Linked DNA regions of Ovis aries: region 1 is linked to region 2. Evidence: chromatin contacts called from public Hi-C data. All regions are on one chromosome and are shown on one strand. Each heading gives the region's core, a stretch centred on a gene start, on an enhancer-like site or on the middle of the called end of the contact. The rest is flanking DNA. Distances are from core to core; before and after follow the strand shown.

The links. Hi-C and Micro-C count contacts between places; a contact is called where the count stands out from the background.
Region 1: a Hi-C map of muscle shows a contact between it and region 2, with 2.9 times the contacts expected there. The contact joins the promoter of FANCE here to the promoter of DEF6 in region 2. A contact is called at or near these places in 6 of 16 Hi-C or Micro-C datasets (blood, muscle, skin fibroblasts and 1 more).

Annotation. Positions count from the first base shown.
Region 1 is chr20:9,540,631-9,545,883 of ARS-UI_Ramb_v3.0, forward strand. FANCE (FA complementation group E) reads left to right here and starts at 3,510. Exons shown (of 10, transcript XM_027958484.3): 1 at 3,510-3,942; 2 at 5,182-5,253. The coding sequence starts at 3,692.
Region 2 is chr20:9,401,013-9,406,391 of ARS-UI_Ramb_v3.0, forward strand. DEF6 (DEF6 guanine nucleotide exchange factor) reads left to right here and starts at 3,212. Exons shown (of 11, transcript XM_060403104.1): 1 at 3,212-3,347. The coding sequence starts at 3,252. It overlaps LOC132658237 (a long non-coding RNA gene), which reads right to left. Exons shown (of 2, transcript XR_009597554.1): 2 at 1,437-5,379. It overlaps ZNF76 (zinc finger protein 76), which reads left to right. Exons shown (of 14, transcript XM_042237001.2): 13 at 32-145; 14 at 681-1,547. The coding sequence ends at 785.

The sequences.
Region 1 (5,253 bases), core at 2,260-4,759, 140 kb after region 2:
CACCTCATGCGAAGAGTTGACTCATTGGAAAAGACCCAGGTACCGGGAGGGATCTGGAGCAGGAGGACGACAGAGGATGAGATGGCTGGATGGCATCACCAACTCGATGGACATGAGTTTGAGTAAACTCCAGGAGTTGGTGATGGACAGGGAGGTCTGGTGTGCTGTGATTCAGGGGGTCACAAAGAGTCGGACACGACTGAGCAACTGAATGGAACTGACCACTTAAGACACTTTACTGCCATCTGCTGGGAAGTAACTGTCATTAACATCTACACTTGACTATGATGCTAGTTGTTGAGTCGCTCAGTCCAGTCACTAAGTCGTGTCTGATTCTTTGCGACCCCATGGACTGCAGCACGCCAGTCTTCCCTGTCCTTCACCATCTCCTGTGCTTTGCTCAAGCTTATGTCCGTTGAGTCGAGGATGCCATCCAACCCCTCGTCCTCTGTTGCCTGCTTCTCCTCCTGCCTGTAATCTTTCCCAGCATCAGGGTCTTTTCCAATGAGTTGGCTCTTCGCATCAGGTGGCTGGAGTATTGGAGCTTCAGCTTCAGCATGAGTCCTTCCAATGAATATTCAGGGTTGATTTCCTTTAGGATGATGCCAGAGGTGCCAGGATGGATGTGAAGTCCTTGTGCTGAGTACAACCTACCCAAGCTTACATGTTGGCCCTTGTTCCTAGGGCAACTGGGCTTGAAGGTGATGGTCTTCTCTCCTTCTGCCCTCTCATAGCCAGATTCAGTGCCGGTTCTTCGTGCGGGGGAATGGCCGCTGCCCTTTCAAATTTGACTGCATTTACCTGCACCAGCTCCCAGATGAGGCCCCGAGTTTTGATCCTCTCTGGCCTGAGAGTATGCAGCTGGCCTCTGTGAGTGAGGTGGTAATAGCGGGGATATGGAGGTTGGGAAGGCTGCTAGTTATGCTTTATAATAAATGTCTGTGAATTGTAAAACCTACATATGCTATCTATGACATGGATGGTGCCTGTGTGGATGTGGTACTTTTGTGCTATGGACAACCTCCCCAACCTATGTGTCGGCCTTGATTCTCTGGTACCAGGCACAACTAGAACTGAAGCTGATGGGTTTTCTCTTATTTCCTTTTCTACTCCCAGATGGTGGGCAGACCAGTGTTCCTAGGGGGCACTGAGCCAGAAGAGGAAGTGCTCTTCATGGACTGTGCCCTGGGCATGACTTTCTGGGGTTCAGAACTCCTCCTGGACCCCAGTAGTTCTTACCACTGCCTGCCATAACCATGATCAACGTGTGGGGGATGGGGCTGAGGGCAGGGGTTGCCAGGTGGTAGTATTTGCCCTTTGGGGGCTTGGTAAGGGACGAAAGTAGCAAGCCCTCTACCCTCATGGACTGCAGCAGTGCCACAGCTGTGGGACGTAGTGAGGGGGTAGGGTTCTCAATGTCTCGGCAGGGACTTGGTTTTTAACTTTGTTCTTTTGTAAAAGGATTCTGAAGGAAACCAATAAAATGTACCTAAAGCATCACTGCTGGTGTCTGAAGAGTCTGCTTATACCCCAGGCGTGCCCCCATCCCAACCAAGGGGTTGCTTCTGCACTTAACCTGTTGTAGTATCACTTGTGACTTGGCTTTTGGAAAACTTCACTTTATACCCATAAGAGAATGAGACAAGAAAGGGCAAATAACAACATAAGTACTACAAAGAAGAGTGATGTCAGGGATCCCCTGAAAGGATCTTGAGTATTCCTTCAGGGATCTTGAACCACACTTTTAGAAAACACTTTTTAAGAACTTTTCTCCTTCATCTCCTTCCCATTGGCAGAATGCAGACCTTGAAGGGCATGAGCTAGAGCCACTACAAAGGAAAGCTTTGTTTGTTGAGGGTGGGCAAGGCGTTGAAGGTTGTTTAGCATTCTTGGCCCTGCCCACTACTTATCTGGGCCTCCCTAACTCCTTGCCCCCAACATCATTAGAAGACCATAAACATCTCCCATGAAGTTAGAACTGATAGCCTGAAAGAGAGGGTCCTGGAAATTTCTTTCCTACTATTTTGGGCTTTGCAAAGCAAGCACTATCTAAGAAATCCTCCTTACTCCTCTCCACAATGTTGTTCAGTTGCTTCAGTCGTGTCCAACTCTTTGTGATCCCATGCATTGTAGCTCTCCAGGCTCCTCTGTCTATGGGATTTCCCAGGCACGAATACTGGAGTGGGTTGCCATTTCCTCCTCCAGTGGATATTCCCGACGCTTGGCAGGTGGATTCTTTACCACTGAGTCACCTGGGAACTCCAGTCCTATCCAATAGCTCCCTTGAAATCATTTTGGAAAAAATTATAAAACTGACTCTAATGGAAATCAGATCCAGCTCAAAATATGCCTATGGCTTCCCATACTATTCAGAGTAAAAGACAAGTTTCCCTCTGGGACCTCATGGCCTCACAAAATCTGGTCTGGTTATCTTTCCAATCTCATCTGTTTTTCTCCAGCAGGGGCACTCAGCTCCAGCCAGGCTTCTGCTCAAAGCCTAACCATAACCTTCTTCCCAGAATGGTCTCCTCATAGACCTCTACCTGGCTTACTTGCTTATCTCCTTTAGGTTCAGCTTGCCTGACCACCTATTTAAAACTACCTCACTCTATCTCTGTTCCCTCCTATCACAAACAGTCATTCTATTGTTTACTTATTCAGTTGTCTGTTTCCTCCCTAGAGCATCAGCAACAATAAGGGCAAGGATCTTTATTTTGTTCCCTGTATCCTTAGCCCTAGGTGATCAGTAGAAGGCTTATTGATCCAATGGATGTATGCATGGCAGCAGCTGGGAAGACAGAAATACAAGCTGGGACCTGAAGGAGGCTTTATGGGGGTCCTGTGGGGTCTTCTCCCCTCTGCCTTTATTTCCATCCTCTGCTTTGATCCCTCCCTTCGCGGGAAGATTTGGTTCCTCCAGATTTCCCTAAGCTGAAACACTGGGAAATGGAGGCTCTCTTGATCCTTTATAAACAACCAGAGCAAGGCCACTTCTTGATTTGAGAGGAAGATTACAGTAGCAAGGTTCTTTGCTATAATAGATAACATTAGATTTTACTGAAACTCCCATTCTCTGGTGTACTTATACATCAAATATTTCTGGAGATGGCTGAAACTTAAATGATGGCAGCTGATGGCCTGTGGAAGAGGTGACCTTACGGTGTTTTATGATCAAATCCTATGCCAAAGCCCAAGATCTACAAGCAACATAGGCGTCGGTTTAAATTAAATAGGCTTGGGTCCAGAAGTATTGAATACAAGCAACCCTGATATCCGTTCTGTACCTCCGCCCTCATCGCTTACCTGAAGGAAGGTAAGGACCCGCTCCTCCATCAAGCCCTGTCCCACCCAATCTCTTGCATGACCCCGCCCACAAGCCTATTTCTTTGTAGCCCCGCCCCATCAGCAGACCGGCAGTCGGCCTTTGCCCCCTCCCCTGCTCCGTTCCTGCTTCCGGCCCGGCGTATCCCGGTCCCGCCCCTTCCGGCTTTCCGCCGCGCCCCGCCCCTAGCCGCACCTGCAGCTTCTTTCCTTTGCCGACCGCTCGAGTCCCGCGCCCTGGCTGGGCGTCTCCCTGTGCTGAGGATGGAACTTGGCTGGAGCGGCGCTGTCCTCAGCCTCCCTTTCCCCAGGCCCCGGAGCTGAGGCCCGAAGCCGGAGCGCGGGGCGGCGCGACTCCCCGATCCCGGGCATGGAGGCCTTGGAGGCTGAGTCCGCTCGGGTTGAGGACGCAGAGACGGCGGCGCCCTGGGCTCGGCTGGAGGCCCCCGGCCGCCTCCTGCTGCAGGCGCTGCAGGCCGGGCCCGACGGGGCGCGGCGCGGTCTGGGGGTGCTGCGGACACTGAGCGGCCGCGGCGGGGAGCCCTTTGCCTGGGACGGCGTCCTCGAGGCGCTGTGCCGGGAGGAGCCCGTCGTGGAGGGCCCGGACTGTCGCCTGGAGCTGTAAGTCGTCCGCCCGCGTTCCTCCGGCCCTGTTGGTGCCCTCATCCTCTAGGGTCGTGTGAAGCAGGAGCTGGCGCTACCCGCTGCTCTAGATGTGTTTTTAACCCCCACACACAAATAAATAAAAGGTTTCTTTCCTGCCTCACATAGCCCAAGTGTCTGTGTGTGAAGAGGTGCGGAAGCGTGAAGGGTGGTTACCCTGTGAGTTGCAGGGACTGCCGAGGGGAGCACAGGGCTGCAGACTAAGCGTTACTCGGCGTTCTGGAGTATCATTTTTACATAAAATTTCAGAAAGGACTTTTTTTTTCTTGTTTACATAAAACAGGTATGGATCTATTACAGGGTTCAGTTCAGTCACAGTTGGTCCAACTTTTTGCGACCCCATGGTCTGTATCATGCCAGGCCTCCCTGTCCATCACCAACTCCCGGAGTTTACTCAAACTCATGTCCATTGAGTTGGTGATGCCATCCAACCATCTCATCCTCTGTCGTCCCCTTCTCCTCCTGCCCTCAATCCCTCCCAGCATCAGTCTTTTCAAATGAGTCAGCTCTTCACATCAGGTGGCCAAAGTATTGGAGTTTCAGCTTCAGCATCAGTCCTTCCAATGAATATTCAGGACTGATTTCCTTTAGGATTGACTGGTTGGATCTACCTGTAGTCCAAGGAACTCTCAAGAGTCTTCTCCAACACCACAGTTGAAAAGCATCAAATCTTCTGCCCTCAGCTTTCTTTATAGTCCAGCTCTCACATCCATGTATGACTACTAGAAAAACCATAGCTTTGACTAGACAGACTTTTGTTGGCAAAGTAATATCTCTGCTTTTTAATATGCTGTCTAGGTTGGTCATAGCTTTTCTTCCAAGGAGCAAGCATCTTAATTTCATGGCTGCAATCACCATCTGCAGTGATTTTGGAGCCCAAGAAAATAAAGTCTGTCACTGTTTCCATTGTTTCCCCATTTATTTGCCATGAAGTGATGGATTACAGGGTAGGTTCCAATTTTTGAGCTGAAATAGGAGATGTCAAAGAGCAGGGCCTAGTGTAGTGTAGAATAGATGCTCGCTTGTTGAGTGATTTCCATGTTGTCTCCACTTTCATCCACACTGACCCTCAGGTGCTGCCTTCCAGCGCTCCCCACCAACTTCTGTCCAGCGCCATGTAGCCTCTAACTCTAGCTAGCCTGCTCTGTGCTCCTTTCAGCGAGATGCTCCTAACGGTACCCTCCCTCTGCCACCTAGGAAACCACTGCTGCTGCGATTGCCCCCGTTATGCCGGACAAACCTGATGTCCCTGCTCGTGGCTGTTTGGCC
Region 2 (5,379 bases), core at 1,962-4,461:
TGGAAAACCTCATTCTTAATATATATTTCAGGTCACAATCATCACCTCTGGGACTGTGGTGGCTGAGGACTCAAGTGTAGCATCCCTTCATCATCAACAGGTGGCACTGCTGGCCACAGCCAACGGAACGCACATTGCGGTGCAGGTGAGGAGACTGGTGGCTGCAGAAAGAAGCACGAAGGGCAGGGAACTCCGTGGAGGGCTAGAAGAGGACAGCATTTGGGCCTGAAGGTGCCCATTTCAGACGACAGATCCCTTTCTGCCTGCATCCACACACCTGTCTCAGGCCCAGCCTCTTCCTTCACTGACGCAGGGTGGGGAGCCCCTTTTGACCTTCACGGTAAATTTCATGGCAGTCTGCCTTGCAGTCTCAACCCTTCATTTCTTCGTGTCCCTGTTCCTTCATCTGGAAAATAAGGGGGCTGAAGTAGATGATTATTCCAGCCCGCCATTCCCCTTCCATCAGCAAGCTGCTCTGTCTGACCCTGGACCGTTCCATGGCTCCTCACCATGCCTAGCCTAATAGGGTTCTATCAGTGAACTTCTGTTTCCTGGGGCCCTACCGAGTGCTCAGGTGTGTGTGACACTGGGTGGGCGGAGGACATTCAAGAAAGTAGACCACATACCCTACCACTGGGCCCTGGGAGGGAGAGTCTCACTCTCTCCTTCCTTCTCCACAGCTGGAGGCGCAGCAGACCTTAGAGGAGGCTATCAGCGTGGCCACCGCTGCCATGCAGCAGGGGGCGGCGACCCTGGAGACCGCAGAGTCAGAGAGCGGCTGCTGAGCCCGAGGGCTGCGTCCCACACCACACTGAAGGAGGCGCCGGGCTGCACAGGCATCCTTGCCTCCAAGGGCCCAGGCTGTGGCTGACGTGCAGGTGGCCACAAAGGTCTCTGGGGCAAGAAGGCAGCAAGAAAACGGCTTGAAGGGCACAGGAGCCCTGCCCCCAAGGAGGGCCAGGCAGCTGGAGTCAGGGAGTGCATCATCCTCAGGAGCTAAGGAGGACGAGCTTGATCTGCAGGCTACACTGGGGTGTCCTCCCCCCAGAATCAGCTGAGCACCCTCTCTCCTCTCTGGAAAACAACCATCCTGCCCTCGGTCCATCCCCCTTCTCAGGTGGCGATTGGGGCTGCTCTTGGGACTGGTCCTCTACTTCCAACTGGTCATTGCCCACTCTGGGAGCAGTCAGACAGCTCTTGCGCCCAGTAGGGGCAGAGCGGGCCCAGCCCTGCCCCTCCCAGCAATAAACACCTCCCCGGAGGCCAGTCGAGGTGTCTGGCCCCTTGGCAGCAGGGACTTTCTGCCACCACCGTCAGAGTTGCTCAGGGGCCCATGGCTGGAGATAGGTGCCCAGCCCCACGCCCACCCTGGCTGCTCCCCAGCCTCTCTGCAGCTGTGGCAGAGAGGCCAGGAATGACCTTGTACATACTGGGGATTGGGTGTAATTTGTTTTATTTTTTTTAATTCCATTTTGATAATTTTTTTTCCTGCTCTGGATGGTGGTGGCAAATGGGTGAATGAGTATTTAATAAAAGTTCCAAGTTTCCACCTGGGTCTTTCCTCCCTCCTTTCAGCTTTGGGCCCTGGTGCCAGGGGCACAGACCTCACGCAGCCTCAGTGTCGGACTGTAGGGCCTGCCCTCCCAGGAGTGCCGGGGAAGGAAGCCCTAATGTGAGAAGCCCCAGGGAGTGGCCGGTGGCTTCCTGCCTGCAGCTGAGCAGGTGGGCTCCAGGCAGCCAAACAAGGCCAGTGTGACCGCTGCTTCCAGGCTCTGGTTGGATCTCAAGCCTCAAGATGAGTAGGGTGGAGGAACTCTGTTTTTTTCTACTTTGCCTTGTGATACGTCATCACAGCCCCTCCAGACCCAACCACTTCTCTACACATAGCACACAGTCCACTGCTCCAAGTGAGCAAAGCCCCACCGACTGGGGGTACCCTTGCCAAGGCACCCAAAATCTCTGATGGCTCTGCTGCCCTGGTGCTGAAGTGCCAGCTTCGATACCCAGCTCTGGGGGTACCCACCTAGGTGTCTGGGACCATGCTGTGGAAGTCCGAAGACACAGCTGGAGTCTCCTGAAAAGTATGCGGTAGGACCAGACCAGCCCTGGCGGGAACGGTGGAATGCAGGAAAGGCAGGTGATGGAGAGAACGCGTGGCTTTGACCCCTCCTGCTTGGGAGCATCACAGGCATTGCAGGTAGAGGTGTCTCTTTTCCTCTCCTCCACTGTCACGGATGTGCCCCCCTCTCCAACACAGGCATCCTAGGGGATGCCTAGCAAACTCTCCTTTGCACTTGCTCCTTGGAAGGACAGGTGCTGGGGCATGCCCCCGAGTAGGGGTGCTTCAGTTACCTTCAACATCCAAGGCCACTGTTGGTGGCAGGAGTATGCACCAGCCCTCACAGGTACTGAGTCTAAAGAAACAGAAGCACTGATGTGGAGGGTCCTGGGTCCCCACCCTCCTGCTCCCAGCGCCCTGGAAGCTGGGCCCCACCACGGGGCTCATCCCATGAGCTTCAGAGTCTCTGGGTCAGAGCCACTGGGCCTCAGAGGGGGCAGTCCTCTGGGTGCCTTGTTAAGAGCCAAGGCCAGGGGATAAGGAAGCGGCCAATCACATGCCAAGTCCTCCCAACCTAGAGAGGCACCCTGGCCCAGTTCCTCCTCCAAGTTCGTATTGGTGGTGGTGGGAAGGGCCCCGCCACCACAGTAGTGTTAGACGGCCTTAAAAGAAATGCTTTACCCAGAGCCTAACCCAGCTTTACACCCATCCTCGGACCTTTTTACAGTCTATGAGGTGAGCATTTCTCCTGCTTTACCAATGAGAAGCTGCTTGAAGAGGTTACGTTGTTCATCCAGAGCCTCCCACCTGGTAAGTGTGGGATCGGTACAGGACCTGCCCCTTGCTGTCTGACTCCAAAGTCAGGACGGGCTCGCTTTTCCTTCAGCAAGCTGCCTCTGGGGGCCCAGGAGGCTCGGGGGCTGAGGAGGCTCCCAAAGGGCCTCAGGCCCAGGGAACTAGGTTGAACAGAGCTGGGGCCATAGCTTCCCAGGGCTTGGTCCCCAGTCCCAAGCAGGGAGCGGGGCCACTGAGCAACAGGCTGGGTCCTGCCAGCGCGGGAGCCCACGAGAGCAGGCAGGTGGAGCTCTTGGTCCGTGCCGCGGGCCCTGCTGCGGTCTCTGCTGCCGTTTGCATTTCCTGAAACCGGATCTTGGTGTCAGAGCCGCCCCTGGGCCGGGCGGGCGCCTCAGCCATGGCCCTGCGCAAGGAGCTGCTTAAGTCCATCTGGTACGCGTTCACCGCGCTGGACGTGGAGAAGAGCGGCAAGGTCTCCAAGTCCCAGCTCAAGGTGAGGGGCACCTGGGGCACAGGGGAGGCTGGCAGATGCGCCTCAGCAGCCCCTGCTTCCTGGGAGCTAGGCATGAACCCTGTGCTCCTCCAGGGGCACCGCAGCTAGCCAGGGGCCCCGGAAGGGTGGGGGGCCGGTGCTGGGTAACTGGGGTGACGTGACCCGGTAGAGGCTGCTGCCCACCATCCAGCCCCAGTGAGGTGTGTGCAGGGCCATGGTCCAGAGCCCCGACCCAAATTCTCAGGAGAGCAGAGGCGGCATCATGGGGTTCTGAGGGCCATGAGCCAAGCTACATCCCAGATTCCATGTGATGAGCACACGTCTCCCCGGAGTCAAGCTTGGGCATGCACCTTACTCCCTCCTGCTGCTTCCTCCTGGCTTTGAAGAGACAGTTGGCTAGTACTTGTCAGTCACTTCCTCCCGGAGCTGAGAGAGAGGGTTTAAGAACCTCTCGTGGCCCCAAGGGCTCAGTCGCCCTTGGCAGGAGAGCATCTACTCTGTACCCTGCCTCCTAGGCGGGACAGAACTGGGAAGGGGCAAGGACTGAAGACCCCAACATACTGCCATTCACCAACCCCCTCACGCCCACCAGGTTGGGAAACTTACCTTAGGCCTTGAGACTTCTAGCAGGGAAGGGGTAGAATCTGAGTCCAGGAAGAGCCCCATCAGTGATTGCCCTGAAGTTCATTGCTTGGTCCTAGATAATTCCTGGGAGACCAAAAAGCTTCTGTCCTGCACTCCTGGGTTAGTGCTGCCTTCACCCTCGTCAGTGGGCAAGAAGCAAGGCCCCAGGCCACTGGAGCCGGGGAACACGGGGACAGGATGAGGGAAGCCTCAGCCCTCTGGGGTCTGCCTTAGGGGCTCATTCATTCACTCGACAAATATTACTGAGCACCAGGTATGCGCCTGGCATGAGGCTAGGCCACAGACTCTTGTATCTTCTCCTGCCGCCCTCCCCTCCCCCGGCAAAGGAGGAGTATAGTCTCAAGGAAACCTCCATTCTAAATGACTGAGCAGGTGCCTGGAAACCTGAGAAATGAATGGGACAGGATAGGCATTGTTTCCCCTCCCTCTACTTTGCTGAACTTGGACATGATGAACTTGGATATCCCAAACTGGTCCTATCCCATAATCGGCCCCTTAGCCAGACTTGTCAGCATCTAGTAAACGATTCTTGGCTCTCCCAGGAAGGAGAGTCCACGACCACCTTTGATCATCTGAGAGAATCTCCCAAGAGGCAGATTCTTCCTCACATTCTACTTAAATCCTCTTATTGCAGGTTATGTAGTCTAGTGAGCGCTGCAGGGCAGACAGAGGAAAAGCAGATCATCCAAAACCCATCCTTGCAGAAACTCCATGTCCTATATCCGCCTCCCATGTTGCCCCTTTAATATCTTCCAGGAACAATCCCAGCCTCCATAGTTTGTTGTCTCCATTTTCCACCACTCCGTTAGCTGTGGTCCCTGTGACACCTCCAGGGTCTCTCTTTCCCTCACAAATGGAAGGTACTGCATTTAGATTTCCTGAGCCCACCAGCCAGTAAGCCTCTTAGTTGGAGCGTCTGTCTTGGCCTCTACCTGGGCAGATGCCTGTTCCCCCACCCCCACCCATTGAGTATTTACAAGGAAGACTGCATGGGGAGGATGCATAGTCGAACCATCCATCCACTGTCTTTGTACCACATCACAGCTCACAATGAGCCCACTGCCAGCAGCTTCTGCGGTCACACAGGATTAGTGGTAGATTTCAACCCATCAACAGAAAACGTGTCTATTCTGGGAACTCAAGTAGCAGTGGGAGTCTCAGGCCCGGCGGCAGGTGGACCAGCAACCGCAGGGCCCCTGTCATAGGAGAGAAAGATGAGGAAGGCAGTTCTCCCACCAGCCCATGATACTAGAGCCTGGGATGGGAGGAAGTAGTGATAGTTCTGGGGGTGGGGATGCCGGAAAGGCAGAAGAGCAATAGAGAAGTGGTCAGAAGGCAGAGGAAGAAGCAGATGAGAGATAGAGATGAGCAGGGCACACTCCCTCCC